Regions from separate parts of the Pan troglodytes genome. Here region 1 is linked to region 2. Evidence: chromatin contacts called from public Hi-C data. All regions are on one chromosome and are shown on one strand. Each heading gives the region's core, a stretch centred on a gene start, on an enhancer-like site or on the middle of the called end of the contact. The rest is flanking DNA. Distances are from core to core; before and after follow the strand shown.

What was found. A called contact is a pair of places that touch in the nucleus more often than the background predicts.
Region 1: a contact with region 2 is called in a Hi-C map of stem cell-derived neural progenitor cells, with 4 times the contacts expected there. The contact joins two enhancer-like sites. A contact is called at or near these places in 2 of 7 Hi-C or Micro-C datasets (induced pluripotent stem cells and stem cell-derived neural progenitor cells).

Annotation. Positions count from the first base shown.
Region 1 is chr5:170,825,653-170,832,739 of NHGRI_mPanTro3-v2.0_pri, forward strand. The region is part of intron 1 of EZR (ezrin); the gene reads right to left. Among named protein-coding and RNA genes, the nearest start is that of EZR, 19 kb to the right of the region's middle. Within about 2 kb of position 3,894, at least 4 of the 24 cell types and tissues checked have an H3K27ac peak or open chromatin away from gene starts, as enhancers often do. A contact at or near this core is called in stem cell-derived neural progenitor cells, where this site is marked.
Region 2 is chr5:170,733,058-170,740,215 of NHGRI_mPanTro3-v2.0_pri, forward strand. It overlaps SYTL3 (synaptotagmin like 3), which reads left to right. Exons shown (of 18, transcript XM_063813605.1): 7 at 5,859-5,910; 8 at 6,950-7,019. Among named protein-coding and RNA genes, the nearest start is that of DYNLT1, 57 kb to the left of the region's middle. Within about 2 kb of position 3,139, at least 7 of the 24 cell types and tissues checked have an H3K27ac peak or open chromatin away from gene starts, as enhancers often do. A contact at or near this core is called in stem cell-derived neural progenitor cells, where this site is marked.

The sequences.
Region 1 (7,087 bases), core at 2,644-5,143, 93 kb after region 2:
CTAGAGGTCAGGCGTTCGAGACCGGCCTGGCCAACACAGTGAAGCCCCGTCTCTACTAAAAATACAAAAATTAGCCGGGTGTGGTGCCACGTGCCCATACATAGTCCCAGCTTCTTGGGAGGCTGAGGCAGGAGAATTGCTTGAACCTGGGAGGCGGAGCTTGCAGTGAACAAGATCGCGCCACTGCACTCCAGCCTGGGCGATACAGCGAAGACTCAAAACCACCACAACCACCACCAGCACTACCACCAGCACCAGCACCACCAGGCTTTGGCAATTGAGAAAACACATCTAAATCCCAACTTTCCATTTTATTATCAGGGTGTTAGGTTTCCCTCATCAGCAACTGTTTTTAGTGAACTCAACATATTTGAATGCCAACTGGTTCTTGTATCTTCAATAATGCCAGAGGAATAAGATGGTACTGGGACTGTATGATTCTGATACACACAAGGATTGTCCCATAAAAAACTCAAGTCCATGGGCTTAAACACACCACCACACATATCCAAACTATGTGCAGACTGGAGAAAAAGAGCGCGTGGTCTGCAGTTTTTATTGTCTTAGTAATTCCCCTCAGATTACACACTGTTATCAAAAACGGCGTTCAGTGAAGGCAACACAATCACGTGTGGTACAGGTGTGTGTATAGTAAGCAGTTAGTCATCTAAGATCTACCCAAAAAAGCGCAATATTTCTCTCAGGCTTGCCAAAATATTAAAAACTTTTAAAAGTTATGCTTAGCTTGGGGGTGGTGGTGGTGATTTAAGTTTAACTTTACTCCTGTACCACTACCAAGACAAAAAGAACCATGTGGTTGACGGTACAGATGAAGCTAATGAAAAACCAATACTGTTTCTACTCTCCCTTTGCTTAATAATCTACTCTTTAAAAAAGTCTAGGCCAGGCGCAGTGGCTCACACCTGTAATCACAGCACTCTGGGGGGCCAAGGCAGGCAGATCACTTGATGTCAGGAGTTCAAGACCAGCCCTGGCCAACATGGTAAAACCCCATCTCTACTAAAAATATAAAAATTAGCCAAATGTGGTGGCACACACCTGTAATCCCAGCTACTCAGGAGGCTGAGGAGAGAGAATCGCTTGAACCTGGGAGGCGGAGGTTGCAATGAGCCAAGATCACGCCACTGCACTCCAGCCTAGGTGACAGGGTGAGACTCCATCGCAAAAAATAAATAAATAAATAAATAATTATATTTGTTGGCCAAGTATAATGGCTCAGGCCTGTAATCGCAGGACTTTGGGGAGCCAAGGCAGGAGGATCTCAAGGCGAGGAGTTTGAGACTACCCTGGGCAACATAGCAAGAACCCATCTCTAACTTTTAAAAACGTAAAAAAAAAATTATATTTGTGTTATTACAGGTTAGCTCAGCTAGAACTTACTATACTACAGGATGAACCACAATAGCTTTATTCTTCTAATGTTCCATGGCCACAGACTACAGGACCAACCCCTGCTAGTGGGCACCTAACATGTTCATTCAATCCACAAATACCAATTAACTACTGCAAGGTGTGCCAGGCACCTCGATGGGCACTGTGAGTACAGAGAGGCATTAGCCCTATCCCCGAGTGGCTTACACATTAATGAAGATGGGTGTGCCTCAAACAGTGATCACACACCACAGTGCTTCCCACATCAGCCTCACCATCAGAATCCCCACAGAAGCTTTTCAAACACCCGCAGCCCAGGAAGCTGTCACTTCCACAAGTGATTTTGAGGAGGCTAAATTTGGGAATCACTGGAAGGCAAGACACGGGAGACAGAGGGCCTGGGTTTGAGAGCTAGCTCTGTAATCTGAGGACCCCTAGCTGATGACTTCCTGCCACTGGGCCTCTACCTGATCTGCAGGTAGAGTTTGGACTAGATGGCTTGAGGCCTTTTCCCACTCTGAAATGCTAGATTCAAAGCCCACAGGCCAGGTGTGACACACCCAGTGCCATCGGACAGTAGAGGTGTAAGTACCCCCTGAAGGGTCTCCCCCCTTAGGGGACACATGCCAATGGAACCAGAGGTCCAATAAATACTCTCTGACCACTAGGAGAAAAGTAACCCACTAGAATGCTATTCAAGGCCAGCAAGTAGAGTCTTTTCACGGAGAAGGGACAACACACCTGTGTTCACTTTCCCAAGAGGGAAAGTACCCCTCCAGGCAGACACACGACAGCACAGGTGTTACCACTCCAATGCAACCAACATGCAAGGTGTTAAACCCCAAGCTGCTTTATTTTTAAATAAACTCAGTAACAATTCGCCTTATTAAAACAAAATAAACCCAATATCCTCTTTGCTCATTCCCTGGAGCACCTGAGCCTGACACACAGGCCTGGCGGCAGGGGTGGCCCCAGCCTCACTCAGGCCAACCCTGTTCCTCTCCCTTGCTGCTGATATTGAGTGGCTGGAGACCATTTAATCTGTGAGCATCTTCCAGCTCGATCATTCTATGACTTAAAATCATCTTGCCTGGCTTTTGACACCATCCCAAGCCAGCAGCTATGTAGTTCTCTTTGAAATTATTTGGCTTTGAAAGGGAAAGGGACAAAAATGGGGATATGCTGTGGGGGGCAGTGTTTGGAGGTCACGTAACTCTGCAGTGGTTAAGGTGGGGTTTTCTGTTTCTTCCTTCTTTAGCTGAAAGGCTGTTGTCTGTCTGCCATGTTGATGCCAACAGTGGCAGCCCAAGACGGGGCCACAGTCTCCACTTCACAGATTGTTCTGCCCACAGGTTATTTCCACGGAGCATCCCAGGGAACTAGGATTTTTCAGAATATAGTTGGGAAAACATGATTTCTGAGTCTTCCCAGTTTAATTTTATCAAAATGGTATCTTAAAATGCCTTCTAAGAGTCTAAGGAATGAAAAAGGTACCAAGTTGACAATCAAATTTTGTATTTTGCTTCTAATCTATGAATATAATTGCTGAATATTTGGCCAAATTATTTCCCAGGTATTTTCCTCATTTTGGTAAATAAATATAGGTATGCAATTTTTCCTTTGGGAAGCATCCATTTCCTCTGAATATTTTAAACTTATAGATTACCTCTACAATCACACTTTTTACAGCATAAATCCAAACTGTAATAAAAGCCCAAGACAGGAGGGCAAAGTCCAAGATCAGTTCCTCCACAAACATTACAGTAGAGCAACCCTTGAGTCTTAGACAAAAGAACCAGATTTAATTTCAGTGGCCAGAACACTGCAGGAAAAAAGTTTGCAATAATTTTTTTATGTACTCAAAAATCAGGAAAACCATGTAAAATAAGAAAGGGAAATTCAAATGGGAGCTTTTGAATGTCTGAATTTCAGGCAGTGGATTCAGTGGTTAACAGATTAATCCCTATATTATCACACTTGCCATTTACTCAAAAACCAGTCTGAGTAGAGCCATCCAGCCACCACCAAGATTACATTGCGAGCTTGACCTTCCATATCATTTAAAATGTCAACGCTGTTTTCCAACATTCCAGCCTTCTTCCGAAGGTGCCACTTCAGCAACTTTTAACAGCTTTCAAATATTTGGATAAGACCTTTCAAATACTTAGAAATGCTCTGATAGGAAGTAGATACAGTAAATTTTCTCCCACAAATGGGAGTATGATAGGGAAAATTCTTACAACCAATGATAAATGAATTAAAAACTTTGCAGCTATTTTGGTTCACTTAATTGGGTAATTATAGAGACAAAACTGTATATTTTTCCTTTCATGTTGAGTCACTATGTCCTTTAAATAGCAGCTATTGAAATGTAACTTACCATAAAATTTACCCATGGAATGTATAATTCAGTGGTTTTTAGTATATTCAGAGTTATGCAACTGACACTGCTATCTAGTTTTGGAATAGTTTGTCAGCCCCAAAAGAAACTCCATGGCCACTGGCAGTCACTCCGCATTCCTCCTGATCCCTCAGCCCCTGGAAACCACCAATCTACTTTCTGTCTCTAAGGACTGGCCTATTCTGGACATTTCAGAGAGACAGAATTTTGTAATATGCAGTCTTTCGTGACTGAATCCCATGACTTAGCATAATGTTTAAAAGGGTTATTCATGTTGTAGCATGTACCAGCACTTCATTCTTTTTTACTGCCCAGGAATATTCCATTGTGTGGCTGTCACTTCTGTCTACCCATTCAGGTGATGGACATTTAACTTGCTCCTTGTTGCTTTTTAGCAATTGCAAATAAGAAACAGCTGAAAAACAATGGCATTCAAACTAGACTGTGGTCATTTTCAAAAGAATAAAAATCTTTAGGGAGAAACAAAACGAATTTTTAAAAACTAAACTTTTGGGGTTTACTGTTTTTAAGTTCTAAATGAAAATATTCTATGTTCTTAGAAGTTGCTGGCTGCCAAACTGACACGAACACAGTAGCGGCGCTCCAATCATGCATGGCCGTGCTGCACTCTGCCGCCTTAGCCCTCACTGCTTCTGGGCGCTATGGGGTGCCCCACCAGGACAGAGCTGAGAGGCTGGCTCAGCTTTGCTTCAGAGACCTCCCTCGATGGAAAAGGGTTAGTTTGCTGCTCCACTTTTTTTTTTTTTTTTGAGAAAGGGTCTTGCTCTGTTGCCCAGGCTGGAGTGCAGTGGCACGATCTCAGCTCACTGCAACCTCTGCCTCCAGGGTTCAAGAGATTCTCCCACCTTAGCCTCCTTAGCTGGGACCACAGGCACCTGCCACCACAGCCGGCTAATTTTTCTATTTTTTGTAGAGATGGAGTTTCACCATGTTGCCCAGGGTGGCCTCGAACTCCTGACCTCAAGGGATCCGCCCACCTCAGCTTCTCAAAGTGCTGGGTTTACAAGTGTAAGCCACTGCTCCACATTTAACTCCAATGATGCTGAGCACAACCCAGCACTCTAATTACAAAAATTTGTTTTGTTATAACTGAACATTCCCTTTCTATTTTAGACTTTCTTGGCTGAACATCTCTCTCCCCCAGCCCTATTCACGGCTGCTCACAAAAACATGACAATACCAGGCATGGTTCATGAAGTCTGGTGTGGGAAGAGGAGGCCTGGCTCACACCCCTTTGAAGTCATTTAAGACATATGGCCAGCTGTACCTTATATGCAGCCATTCACAGGCCCTCGAGGCGCTCAAACTTGAACATGTGAAAAAAAATCACCCAGGAGCTTGTTAAAACAGTTTCCTGGACCCCAGGCTAAGGGTCTGACTCAGGTTGGGAGGGGCCTACATTTCCATGTTTACCGGCTCACAGCTGATGCCAAGGTCATGCTATGACCAACAGTGCCCAGGCGGCAGGGGGCAGAACCTGCCATCAGGAAAATGCAAAAGGACATGACCTGTTTGGCCAAGATTAATGTATTTACCTCTGCTGATTTATAATCCTTCATATAAAAACATCCTTACTAAGTCTCCATTTATTGTACTAGCAGACAGGTTTTCTCTAATGAAACCTCAGATCACAACAGATGGACTCACATATTTTAGTAGTCTCTCTGGATCCTGATCCCCTTATCTCACTGTCTCCATAAACAATATGCCAACTGAATAAATTATAGCACTAGCTATGACAGACAGTGGTCGTTTTCCACAAATGCTGGCTAACAAATAGCCAAGCTCTGTAAAACATTACCATTGACTTAGCAAACCTCAACCAGCTTAGTGCAGAAATGCAGATACTCTAATTCGGTCAAGGCAGGCAAAGCAGAAAAGCCCAAGAGGTAAGTGAATTGTCTGTAGGTTTTTTTTAAGCTCTTCTTTCTCCCCATCACCAGCCTTTTTTGGAGTGTCACAGTAATGGCTAACATTGAAAATATAACTTTGTTTCCATGTATTATATGAAGCGAACATCTTTCTTACATGAACAATGCTGCTCCCAGTAACAAACTGTTTTATATACAAAATTATATCAATGTAGTTGCAATTGAAAACCCAATGACTACTTTTTACATTATTATGGTTTCCAGTAAGCATATGGTTAGAATGCCCAAGTTTTACTTCAGAAGGGCAGTCCAGAAACCACCCTGTTATAAATAACATTCTTTCAAGGACAGAGAGGACTGAGATGAGAACCACTATGTTGCTAAAGGTATTTATCAATATATTCAAAACATTATTAGAGAAGTAAAACAGCAAGGTGGTCCTTAAAATATTATTTTCTATTAAATGAAGTCTCTCTCTATATATCATCAATTTATGACACTGACCTGACAGTATACTTGGCAAAGACATCAACACCACTGGTCAGGGCTCTTCTATAATTCCCACCCATAGCAGTGGCCATGTCACCAAGGAAAGGAAGGGCTAGAAGAAATTCCAGAGACACACATTTAAGCTCCCTTTTTCCTCAGAGATCCCTGTTCTGATAAGCGTTCTCTCTCAACATCAGCCTTCTTGAGCTAAGTGTCCTTGCTGACTTTTAGGAGGTGGAAATAACAGTATAAATACATGACGCTAGGCTGGGCACGGTGGCTCATGCCTATAATCCCACCACTTTGGGAGGCTGAGGCAGGTGGATCACTTGAGACCAGCCTGGCCAACATGGCGAAACCCCATCTCCACTAAAAATACAAAATATTAGTCGGGTGTGGTGGTGCACATTGGTAATCCCAGATACACCAGGGAATAAGGCAGGACAATCGCTTGAACCTGGGAGGTGGAGGCTGCAGTGTGCCGAGATTGCACCACTGCACTCCAGCCTGGGTGACAGAGTGAGACTGTCTCAAAAAGAAAAAAAAAATTGTACTAATAAAATAATCCTGAGGCATATCTGCAAATGCAATGGATGAAGATGTAGAACACGGCTACTCCTTTCTATCAAGCTTTCTGTATCTTAAATTATACCTGATTATTTTATATGACCTCTTCTTTTAAGGTTAAAGAAGAACGTGAGCGCAAAGGCAAAGAAATCTTGGCCAGGCACAGTGGCTCACTCCTGTAACCCTAGCACTTTGGAAGGCCAGTGTGGGAAGATCACTTGGGCCTAGGAGGTCGAGCCTGCAGTGAGCCATGATTGCGCCACCACACTGGGTAACAGAACCCTGTCTTTTTAATTTTTTTTGAGACAGGGTCTCGCTCTGTCAAGGCTGGAGTGCAGCGGCACAA
Region 2 (7,158 bases), core at 1,889-4,388:
ATGAAGGAGTGTGAGCTGGGGTGTAGATGAAGGACTGTCTGGGGGGAGGAGCCATGGGGAGAGGGTCATGGAGGAGTGTGAGCTGGGGTGTAGATGAAGGAGGTGAGCTGGGGTGTAGATGAAGGAGTGTGAGCTGGGGTGTAGATGAAGGACTGTCTGGGGGGAGGAGCCATGGGGAGAGGGTCATGGAGGAGTGTGAGCTGGGGTGTAGATGAAGGGCTGTCTGGGGGGAGGAGCCGTGGGAAGAGGGTCATGGAGGAGTGTGAGCTGGGGTGTACATGAAGGCTGTCTAGGGGGGAGGAGCCATGGGGAGAGGGTCATGAAGGAGTGTGAGCTGGGGTGTAGATGAAGGGCTGTTCTGGGGGGGAGGAGGCGTGGGGAGAGGCACAAGGCCTGGAGTGGGCACAGGCAGCTGGGAGGCTCTGTTTGACTGGGGCTGAGCGAAGGGGATGGGGGTGGCAGAAGGGGACAGTGGAGAGGCAGGTAGTCACTCAAGCACCCGCGGCCTCTGGATTTGCCTCCTGGGGCTGCAGTAACAGAGTGCCACAACCTGGGGATCCTCCAACAACAGAAATGTATCATCTCCCAGTTCTGGAGGCTGGGAGGCCGAAATTGAGGTGTCAGTGGGGCCATGCTTCCTCTGCTGGTGCTAGGGTAGAACGCTGCCTCCCTCTTCCTGCTTCTGGTGGATCTCAGCAATTACCCCAGTCTCTGCCCTGATGGTCACGGGGCTGTCTCCACATTGTCTCCCCTCTGTGCACATCTGCCTGTGTGTCTAGATTCCCCCTTCCCCTCTTGTTTTTGAGACAGGGTTTTACTCTGTCACTCAGGCTGGAGTGCAGTGCTGCGATTATAGCTCACTGTAGCCTGTCACTCCTGGGCTCAAGCTATCCTCCCACCTCAGCCTCCTGAGTAGCTGGATGGGAGGATCACTGCAGGCACATGCCACCATGCCCAGCTCATTTAAAAATTTTTTTGTAGAAAAAAAATTAGCTGGGTGTGGTAACTCACGCCTGTAATCCCAGCTACTTGGGAGGCTGAGGCAGGAGAATCGCTTGAACCCGGGAGGCGGAGGTTGCAGTGAACCAAGATGGCGCTATTGTACTCCAGCCTGGGCAACAAGAGTGAGACTCTGTCTCAAAAAAAAAAAAAAAAAAAAATTTTTTTTTTTTTTTTGTAGGACATATTCTCACTAAGTTACCCAGGCTGGTCTCAAACTCCTGGCCTCAAGTGGTCCCTTCTGCCTCCTGGAGGAGGCTGAGGTGGGAGGATCACTTGAGCCCTGGAGTGAGAGGCTACAGTGAGCTATGATCACAGCACTGCACTCCAGCCTGAGTGACAGAGTAAAACCCCGTCTCAAAAACAAGAGAGGGGAAAAAGAAGTTACTCAGCTTTCTGGGACATGGTTGTTGGTTTCCAGGTGGTCGTTTCCCCCCTGGCTTTCTATTAGGAAAATGTTCGAATAGAAGCAGAATGGTGACCCCGTGTCTGTACAGCCCTCGGCTATCCCCATTTTGGTCTTGTCCCCACCCCCTCCCCACCCTAAGTTATATTTGTACACTTTCTGACTTCCTGCAGGCTTTTTAGGCAAGTTGTGGTACAAAATCCGCTTTGTCACTTGTAGACGTTGTGACTTTGGGCCCATGACACCTTATCCCTGAGCCTTGCTTTTCATTTATAAAATTGGGGGCCTGGCACAGTGGCTCACGCCTGTAATCCCAGCACCTTGGGAGGCCGAGGCAGGCGAATCACAAGGTCAGGATATCGAGACCGTCCTGGCTAATACGGTGAAACCCCATCTCTACTAAAAATACAAAAAATTAGCCAGGTGTGGTGGCAGGCGCCTGTAGTTCCAGCTACTTGGGAGGCTGAGGCAGGAGAATCACTCGAACCCGGGAGGCGGAGGTTGCAGTAAGCCAAGATCGTGCCACTGCACTCCAGCCTTGGCGACAGAGCGAGACTCTGTCTTAAAAAAAAAAAAAAAATTGGGATGACACCTGGCAACCACCCGAGCAGCAAATGTGTGCAAAATGCTCCGCGCCGTGCCTGGCAGACACGGCTGCCAACCAGCCGTGTGCCTGAGACAAGCCCTGGCAGCCTCAGACCTGGGCCCTGGCCCACAGCTGTTCCTGTCTCTGGCAAAGACGGGTATCCCTGCTAAAGTCACTCGCCAGCCAGACCGGGCAGGGTGGTGGGGGCCCTTGGTCCAAAACACCTGCCTCTCGAGGGATGCCTGTCTGTGAGCATCTCACAGCTCCTTGCGCGAATACTGACATGTTAACAAGAGGTCAAAATTCAGGGCTCTTTAAGGAAGCTTCTAGGAAGAAACAACTGAGGAATCAAAGAGAAGAAGTGAAATGATAGTCAACAGTGGGCTGGTAAAAGCCACACAGGGCAGTGCTGCTCCAACTTCCTTGAGTTCTCAAATCTGCCCGGATCTTGCTCCAATGGGATTGGGGCTCTGCAGGCTGGAGGCTGCCTGGGGCTCTGTGTCTCTAGCAACCCCTGCCCTGCTGAGAGCAACAGCCCACAACTGGGGCAGTGAGGCAGGGGGCAGACTGGGACCTGCGGGTCCCCCTGCATGCTTTCATATGTCCTGTGAACTAAGAGTGGGTTTTATATTATTATTATTATTATTATTATTATTATTATTATTTTGAGATGGAGTCTCATTCTATCTCCCAGGCTAGAGTGCAGTGGTGTAATCTGGGCTCACTGCAACCTTTGCCTCTTGAGTTCAGCCTCCCGAGTAGCTGCGATTACAAGCGTGTAACCTCATGCCTGGCTAGGCTAATCTTTGTATTTTTAGTAGAGACGAGGTTTCATCATGTTGGCCAGGCTAGTCTCGAACTTCTGGCCTCAAGTGATCCGCCTGCCTCAGCCTCCCAAAGTGCTGGGATTACAGATGTGAGTCACCACACCTGGCTGGGTTTTACATTTTTAAATGGTTAAAAAAAAAACAAAAGAATAATCTTTGTGACACATTCAAATTTCAGTGCCCATGAAGTTTCGTGGGAACGGGCATGCCTGCCCTTTATTACTATCTGTGGCTGCTGTCATAGGGCGGAATTGAGCAGGTGTGACGGGCCCCTCCCCAGGGCCAGCAGAGTGCAACGTTCCCTCTCCAGCCTTAACCCAGGCCCCGCCTGTGCCCCGCGTCGCTGCAGCCGGCAGGGGGCAGCAGAAAGCCACGTGCACGCCCGGTCCGTGCAGGAGCCGCAGCAGGGACGCGGGGGATTTGCGACCTGGGCCGAAGCGGAGGTTTCCTAGCTGGGGTCTGAGATGTGGACCTGGGGCAGAACTGCCCGTGGGGGATAGCACGAGGAGACGAGGTGGGGGTGACAGTAATCGTGCAGGCAGGGCCGGCCTCACCGGGTAGGCAGGGCAATAAGGGACAATTGGTTTGCTGGAGTGAAAGGGCAAGGCCTGCAGGCGGAGGGGTGACCCCGAAGGGTGGGGCACCCCGGAAGCCACGTGGGCCTGGACTTCAGACCACGCCATAGGGAGTCACTGAAGGGTTCCAGGTGGTAGTGTGATAGCCTCAGATTCTCTAAGAGGGATGTGGCTTTTTGGTGACTGTGCCTCAGGATACTGTTGCCACAACCAGGGACAGAGTGACAGTGAGGGCTGTAAGGCCACATAGGGCAGGAGGGACCTGGGGCAGGGTGACAGTGAGGGCTGTAAGGTCATGAAGGGCAGGAGGGACCCGGGGCAGGGTGACAGTGAGGGCTGTAAGGCCACGAAGGGCAGGAGGGACCTGGGGACAGGGTGACAGTGAGGGCTGTAAGGCCACATAGGGCAGGAGGGACCCGGGGCAGGGTAACACTGAGGGCCGTAAGGTCACATAGGGCAGGAGGGACCTGGGGACAGGCTGACAGGGCTGTAAGGCCACATAGGACAGGAGGAACCCGGGGCAGGGTAACACTGAGGGCTGTAAGGTCACATAGAGCAGGAGGGACCTGGGGACAGGGTGACAGTGAGGGCTGTAAGGTCACATAGGGCAGGAGGGACCTGGGGACAGGGTGACAGGGCTGTAAGGCCACGAAGGACAGGAGGGACCTGGGGACAGGCTGACAGGGCTGTAAAGCCACGTAGGACAGGAAGAACCCGGGGCAGGGTAACACTGAGGGCTGTAAGGTCACATAGAGCAGTGGGGGGGACCTCGGGGCAGGGTAACAGGTGAGATCTGGAAGGTCACGTAGAGCAGGAGGGACTCGGGCAGGGTGACAGTGAGGGCTGTAAGGTCACGTAGACCTGGGGACAGGGTGACAGTGAGGGCTGTAAGGTCACATAGACCTGGGGACAGGGTGACAGTGAGGGCTGTAAGGTCACATAGACCTGGGGACAGGGTGATAGGTGAGGGCTGTAAGGCCACGTAGGGCATGGGGGACCCAGGAACAGGGTGACAGTGATGGCTGTAAGGCCACATGGGGCAGGGGGATCCAGAGACAGGAGCACCCTGTGGTACATCGCCGCCCGCAGACTGCTGTGCGCTAGCTGTCTCCCAGGTCTGTGCTCGCCCCAGGATGGGCAGGATGAGCAGCGTGGCTGTTTTTCTCTTGCTTCCGTGGCCAGCACACTGCAGTCAGGCTGTTTTTTGCTTGGACCTGGATGTTTTCTCTCAGGGGGCTCCTGCAGGTGCCAGCTTTGGTCCCTGACCAGCTGGTCCTACTAGTTGAGTGCTCGTGCTTCAGGCAAGACTGTGTTGTACCTTTTCATTCTGTCTTAGGGAAGTATTTCTTAATGGGGAGGGGAAGGGTCACAGGTGCCTTATAGAATCCTGTGAAAGCCAGATGTCCCCCAGATGAACCCCAGAAAATGCACACAGGCAGGTGGACTCGGAACTTTAGCCATGATTTCAAAGACTCCTGCACTGGCTATGGCCAGCCTGGCTAAGGACCCTGACCTAGGGGCTGCCTTCTTCCTTTGAGGCTTGGGGCTCGGTGTTGAGAGCTTAACATCACATGCTATTTGCCCTCCCAAAGGCCAGCCCATCTGATTTTCTTACTGTCCGTGTCCTTCAGTGGGTCTTATGGAAGTGATGTTTCCATATGTAAATGTTTTTTTTGGAATGGCTGAAATCCCCCAAGCTTCGGCACAGGAGCTAGACTGCCTCCCAGGGTGGCAGGCCCGGTGTTCTGGTCTGTGTATTGGGCAGAGTGGAGCCCTCTGGGAACCTCCCTTAGCAGGAGAATGCTGCTTCCTTCCCAGCCCCCTGCTGGGCGAGGACTGGTCTCTTCCTATGCATTTGGCCAGGGAACACTGTGTTCACAGAACTGGGAACATGCTGAGTTTTATTTCTGGCGTCTTAACACATCATAAAAACCTCTTTTCTTGAAACAAAAAGAGTACTATATCAGATGCAGTCTTATTTAGGAAATTATTAGCCTCTGTAACTAGAAATAAGTAGATTACAGTTTTTAAAAGATTAATTTAATCTTCATCACAAGGCAAACTTACGGGAATAGATTCATTCCATTATGAAATGTTTCCAAAGGACGAATGGAAGATTTAGAAAATCTAATCCAATATCAACTTTTAATAAAAGTAGTCATTCCCAACAATTACGGTTTCATAATGTGTGTGTATGTTTAAATGACTTTAGGAGAGTATAATTTCCATAACATAAAATGTATCTTTTCAGTCTACAATGCAATGATTTTGAGTAAATTTACAAAGTTGTACAACCATCTCTACACTCTAATTTTGGAACATTTCTATCACCTCAAAATGATCTCTTACTTTTTAATCACAAGAAATGATACTAGAGAAAATAATTTTAATCTACTATTTCCTGTATTTACATCAGCTAAGTGCTATTCTTAATAATAAACGCCCTCTATGGATATCTCTCGCAGGCAAACATGAGACAGTTGGAGGGCAGCTCTTGCAATCTTATCAGAAGCTGAGGTGAGTGTTACAAAGGACAGACCGTCCCCGGCCCTCCGGGGCAGGAGCGCAGAGGACACTCTGCAAGAACTTATAGGTCTCTTGACTTTCACATGTCACTGCTTTGGAATGTGACTCTTTTTTTTTTTTTTCTTTTAAAGATAAAGTTCCTGAAAAAGATTAAAGCAGAGATGTTTCCAGATTCTCATGAGAAACCTTCTAGCTAGCATAGTATTTTCTCACTAGACATTCAGCTCTACTTCTTAAATTCTCCTGAAGTGTTATAAGGAAACTAAATATTATGTTTAATTGCACTTAAGTGAAATTCTAAAGCAAGCATGTGCTTTGATTAATCATGCCTATCTCTAACACCCTACCCAGCGCCTGGCACGTTAGAGATACTGGTGAAATAAACATTGATAGAATTGAATAATGGCCTGAGAGATGTGAACTTCTTTGCACAAAATTCTAAAAACTGAGCAGTCATGAAGCTGGCCATAATTCACACACCTGATTACACTCAATTTATGAAAGTGTTTCTGAAAGCTCCCCACCAGCTGCTATTTTGTTTGGCCCATGGTGAAATTTTCCAGTATCGAGACTTTTTCATTTTTTTCCTCCCCTATTCTTTCCCATTTCTTTTAGCACAAGCTTCCAGTTTGCTTCGTGGTTGATTCTCACATCCACAACATTTTTGGCACTTCTGCTGGTGTGGTTTGTGCTAAGAGGACACGGGAGCGCAGATGGGAACCAGGGGTTTCCCCGCAGCCAGGTGGCAGGTCCAGGCCGGAGCACCCAGGCTGTTTCAGAACACATGACTGAGCGGGGCGGAGTACCCAGACTTTAGGCAGCATCGCCCTCATACAGATACCAGGAAATCATGCCCCTCGTAGAGCAGCAGGTCCAAGCAGGGCTGCTGGCTATTTTTCCAAAAAGTGAGGCAGTTTAAAAAAAGGCGGAGAACTAGAATTATAGAATAATGGCAGATTTTGTGTATTTGTAAAACTAATGGCTTGCATGGTTCACAACCCATTTCTTATGCCTGTGTTTTCCTTGGCAGCAAAATTTCTGTGGTTCCTCCTACTCCACCTCCTGTCAGCGAGAGCCAGTGCAGCCGCAGTCCTGGCAGGGTAATGTATCCATTCTGGGCACTTCTCTAGTAGGGGTCAGGGAATAGAAGGAGAGGAAGCAGGGGAGCTTTCGAGGCTGAGGCTGGGCACGGAACCTCCCAGCAAAGGGATCTGACTGTGCCTGGAGCGGGTCACAAAG